Regions from separate parts of the Zea mays genome. Here region 2 is linked to region 1. The links are chromatin contacts, called in public Hi-C maps. All regions are on one chromosome and are shown on one strand. Each heading gives the region's core, a stretch centred on a gene start, on an enhancer-like site or on the middle of the called end of the contact. The rest is flanking DNA. Distances are from core to core; before and after follow the strand shown.

Region 1 (2,700 bases), core at 114-2,613:
ATCATGCGACCACACAGTACCAAACAAGTTTCTCTGCGTCTTAATTAACATATAATTAGAAGGGAAAAAAAAGGTTTCGCCTCCTTCTTACTGAGGCATTTCTTTGTTGATGACATGGTTCCATAAATAGCTCATATTAGTTTTAGGTACAGAAACATTAGCTATTGCCTTCATCAACGATCATGTATACTTGTTCATCTTCTTTTTTTTCTCTGAAAAGAGGAAAGATGTATATATATTTTTTTCTCCAATTCAGATTACTTCACTCAAGTTTAAAAGCCCACAAAGGAAATATATAGAAATTCAATTTACCAAGTAAAATGGGAAAAAAATATGTATGGCAGAGGAGACCTGGCGCTTCCTTGATTCGAGGTTGCAAGTATTCAACATGCCGACAAGGGAAACATGCTTGCTTGTGCAGGAGCAAAAGGACTACTGGCTGGGAGACGCACACGCTGGACTGTGGCCTGTGGGTGCAAAGGAAGACCAAGCTATTCTAGTGTATCCAGAAATGATTGGAACGGAAGCTTCCACAGGGCATACACAACTCTCACAAAACAAAAAACAAAACACACACAAGTGAAATAGTACTACAAATGAATACTACACTAGCTAGTGGCGATCGACGAAGAGCGGGATAGGAAGCGCATCGGCTAGCATCTCTTGCAAGAACTAGGTAGGTAGAACCGTAGAAGCTACCAGATAGAAAGGCAATCCATGGAACCAGACACTGGTATGTATATATGGACAATAGCATCAACAGAACCTATTGCCAAGGTCTTGTTCGGTTATTTACAATATACATATATTGAATAAGATTGGAAAAAATTAAGAAGTTTAACTTGCTTAAGATTTAAACCCAACCAATTTCACTGAATCCACGTGGATTGAGAGCTAACCGAAAGCCTTAATAAGATGCAAAGCCATCAACCAGAATAGAGTGGGCCGGAGAAAGAGTAGAGCTTAGTTACAGAGGGTTTATATACCTTCCTCCCTCCCTCCCTAGCTCTTGATCAGCCCTCCTAGTTCGACGTCAACGAGGGACGATATCGCGCGCACCACAAGCGGCAGCATGGAGAAGAAGAGCGGCCAATTGAGCGAGCGAGGAAGAGTTGTAGGGAGAAGAATAGCTGCTGGTTTTGCGAATAGATATGAGCAGCAGAGGATGCAGCGATTGCAGGGCTAATAAGGCTAGCTTAGTGTGGGCTTAGCTCGTGGGTATGGTTAACTGACAGGGGATCGACGAGGAGCTGTCTGCGTGTTTAACTCTCGTGTGGGAGGCTAAGATTCAGCGATGGTATACGGGTCCGGCGGTGGCGGGATGTGCACCGGAACGGAGATATGTACACGGAGACATGGCCATGGAGATAGATAGATAGATAGAGAGATAGAGAGAGAGATAGATAGATAGATAGATAGAGAGAGAGAGAGAGAGAGAGAGAGAGAGAGAGAGAGAGAGAGAGAGAGAGAGAGAGAGAGAGAGAGAGAGAGAGGCAAGAGGCTGTATCAAATTGGTGGCCGGTGGCGGGACAAAAGGGACTGCAATGCAATGCAATGCAGGAGACGAGACGAGACGATGCTGTTGCTTGCGGGACTGCCGTTTCAGCCGTGGCATCTGCCCGCGCTGGTGGCTTCGATTGGGTTGGCAGTGGGACGGAGGACCCACAGGATCCTCTGTACCGTAACTGAGGTGCAGACTGCCTTGTGGTGTTTGGCATGATTAGCCCAGGCTTCTAGCTGCCTTGTGGGTGTTTGGCATGTGCCCCATGCCTGCTAACAGTATACCCTCAGTTCCATTGGCGGCCGAGGTATGCCTGCATGCTTCCTGAGAGCACTCGTGCCGCTCAAGTGGTTGATTGACTAAGGAGTTGTTTGGTTTGTGGCTAACTATACCACACTTTGTTGTTTGAGATTAGTCGTTCGAATTGAAAAACTAATCTTAGACACAAAAGTGTGGTAAAATGTGGCAAATTAGACAGCGAACCAAACATGCCCTAAATGACTAGCGCGGACGGCAGTTTGTGGCTAGGTGGGCAATTTGGACCTTGTACACCAACTTTCTACTGCAAGTTTTAGAACTAGTAGCATATAGGGTTGAACGATGATGCCATTAGAGCACCTCCACACAATGACGACGAGGCAGGGTGCAGGCGATGACCATTTTTGTTTCTTCGATGACCGTACATGAGATAGATCGGATCTCACGAACAATGTATGGGAGGGAAGCTGCAACAATGAACATTGGATCGTGTGCTGGTCTCTCACTATTTTTTTATACGCGGTGTGATAGGGGTGCAACCATAAGGTTATTATGCCACCCATAAAGATGCTAGAGATAGAGTCTAGTTCGGTCCTTTGACCTAACTAGATAAAGCCAACCTAATATTCTTCTCCTTAATCTCATATTTTCTTGCTTATACTTAAAAGCTACTTTCTTGACTGTTTAATTATTTATCTTACTATTCCTATGTGGATAGGTGAGGGTGAAGTGGAGTTTCTAGTACAAAGCTTTATCGATGACCCTACCAGTCTTAGCGACGGTAACACCTTTGGGTGTAGTTTCCCTTTCTTGGAGGCATTGCCATGAAACGTCACGACCTTCCTATCCGCTAATCTCTAGGTGAAACCCGTGAAAAACTTGCCTCGGGTTTGAGGCATGCAACATCAGCGACTTTAATCAGTTTTCCTCATTGGAGATGT
Region 2 (2,778 bases), core at 147-2,646, 180 kb after region 1:
CTCACCTCCCTTTGCTTTCTTTTCTTTTGGCCCCCCTCCCCAGGGTCCCGTGTCCCAGCCAGCCGGAGCCTTTGAACGCCGCTTTTTAGCCGGCCGGCCGCGCTCGCATCGTCTTGCCATGGCATCGGGCTGCAGTTGCACCTGCCTCCCACTTCGTCGTGGCTATGGGGGGGATGGCAGGGTGATATGGAGGAACCTGTCCTTTCCTTTGCTTACCTTCCTGCCCATTCAGATCACTGAACTTTAGCATCTCTCTTTCTCTGTGAGCTAAGGATAGAGTATTATTTTTTTTAGTTTTGGGTTTAGATTTGTTGCTTCACCTCATGAGTAACCAATCTAAGAGTCTGTTTGCACACTACAGCAGCTCTAGATCCAACAAAAAAACAGATTTACTTCATGAAAAATTAGCCAAGTAATTTAGACGCACGAAAATCTAGATTCGAATAAACATATTCAACATTTTAGTGATGAGTTCTCCACTAAATAAAGTTTGTTAAAATTAATAAAAATTACCCACCTCTATCATCTCTACTAATATAAAGTGTTCCCATGCGCTAGCGAAATAAAAAAAACACATCTATCGGGATTCGAATAAGTACAACTCGTATCTAACACATCTATCGTGGTCTCTAGAAAGAGAGCACTCGTATCTAGAAAGAGAGCACTCGTATCTAACAAGTACAACTGATGTTAGTTTATATTATACAAAACAAAATTATATACGATATATATAAAAATCGTAGCGACACATGAGCAACTAACTAATTTTACACAAGTTACTTATTGGTTCTTCTTTGTTTTCCCAGTTCATTCTCTCTTTCCCTCCAAAAAAAAATTCTTTGCATCCGGAATGCAAAGAAACACTTTTACAACCCTCACATCGATCTATCATCTGTTAGTCCATATATATAGAAAAAAACAAATTATTAAAGAGTTAAGTTGCAAATTTTTGATTTGTTTTGTGGAACTTCACGTGGTGGAAGTGAGGTAATGCAAAATAGGGTGCTTCCATCATCTTACTCGTGTCTTAGGACGCAGATGATGTTTGATTCGTGCGTGCCATGGCTAAGGTTTCATCGTGACTGCGGCGGGCCGCGTAACTCGTAGGCTCGTAGCAATGCGACAAACCCAGGAGTGCAGATCTCCCCGATCCATTTCTTTTGTTTGCGCCATAATCATTACCGAAACTCATAGGGCCGGCTCACGTACGTTGATGCCATGGAGACCGGAGTGCATTCCTCTTTTCGTGTCGGGCGACGATGCCATCATAATTCAAACAAAGCCTTTCCTCCAAATACCCTCCAAACCAATGGCACAAAGATTTGAACGAACCAGAATACAACCCCCTGCCGAAGGGACCATGCATGTCCTTGGAGAATTCAAAGCTAGAAACTCCCTACCACAGTGCAAGCCACTTGCCACCTTTGCCATGGCTGCTTCCGTCTCCTCCCAAAGAAAAAGCAAAAGGAGATGAGATAGCGAGCAAGAGGATCACCACTAGCACCATTGAACCAGAGCAGCAGAGCGACGCACTAGCTAGATAGATCAGAGTAGTACGTTGCTCTGTAGTCTACTAGACACCCTTCATCCAGACGCCATATATATCTCAAAAGCCAACCCCCCCTCCCCTGCCTTGCAGTTGCCACAGCGAGCGAGCGAACGAACATATTCCCCTAGATTGCTCTCCTGACACTATCATCTTCCACCTCCCAGCTTCACTCTCAAGCCTCCACTCCATCTTCTTGTGAAGCTTCTCAAGATTCTCGCATGCCTTTACTCCTCCTCTCACTCACTCTCGCCAGCTTGCTTGCTAAACAACCTCCAACGCCGACGCCAATGCCGACAGCTCAACTCCTCTAACTAGCCTCCCGCCGCAATTCACAAGCGCCCGGAGAAAGAAAAAAGAAAGAAACATTGGAGGCACCCCCCGATGAGGCCTTCGCCACCTCTGCTCCTGCTCGTGCTCCTGCATTTCGCGCTCCTGTCCACCAACGCCAATGGGAACGGCGACCTGCGCGGCGACGCGATGGCGCTGCTGGCCCTCAAGGCCGCGCTCAGCTGCCGCCCGGGCGCGCTGCGGTCGTGGTCGGTGGCCAATGCCGGGTCCGTGTGCGCGTGGGCGGGCGTCCGCTGCGCGGCCGGGCGCGTGGTCGCCGTCGACATCGCCAACATGAACGTGTCGGACGGCACGCCCGTGTCGGCCCGGGTGACGGGGCTCGGCGCGCTCGAGACCATCTCGCTGGCCGGGAACGGCATCGTGGGCGCCGTCGCCGCGTCGGCGCTCCCGGCGCTGCGCCACGTCAACGTGTCCGGGAACCAGCTGGGCGGCGGCCTCGACGACGGCTGGGACTTCGCGTCGCTGCCCGGCCTCGAGGTGCTGGACGCCTACGACAACAACTTCTCGGCCCCGCTCCCGCTCGGCGTCGCCGCGCTCCCGAGGCTCCGGTACCTGGACCTCGGCGGCAACTACTTCACCGGCGAGATCCCCGCGGCGTACGGCGCGATGCCCGCGGTGGAGTACCTGTCCCTCAACGGCAACAACCTGCAGGGGCGCATCCCGCCGGAGCTCGGCAACCTCACCACCCTCCGGGAGCTCTACCTCGGCTACTACAACGTGTTCGACGGCGGCATCCCGCCGGCGCTCGGCCGGCTGCGCAGCCTCACCGTGCTGGACGCCTCCAACTGCGGCCTCACGGGGCGCGTCCCGGCGGAGCTCGGCGCGCTCGCCTCCCTCGGCACGCTCTTCCTCCACACCAACCAGCTCTCTGGGCCCATCCC

What was found. Hi-C and Micro-C count contacts between places; a contact is called where the count stands out from the background.
Region 2: a Hi-C map of bundle sheath shows a contact between it and region 1, with 3 times the contacts expected there. The contact joins the promoter of LOC103652819 here to the promoter of LOC103652818 in region 1. A contact is called at or near these places in 9 of 25 Hi-C or Micro-C datasets (bundle sheath, ear, leaf and 3 more).

Annotation. Positions count from the first base shown.
Region 1 is chr4:11,083,338-11,086,037 of Zm-B73-REFERENCE-NAM-5.0, forward strand. LOC103652818 (receptor-like protein kinase HSL1) reads right to left here and starts at 1,364. Exons shown (of 3, transcript NM_001301596.1): 1 at 987-1,364.
Region 2 is chr4:11,267,574-11,270,351 of Zm-B73-REFERENCE-NAM-5.0, forward strand. LOC103652819 (leucine-rich repeat receptor-like serine/threonine-protein kinase BAM1) reads left to right here and starts at 1,397. Exons shown (of 2, transcript XM_008679799.4): 1 at 1,397-2,778. The coding sequence starts at 1,931.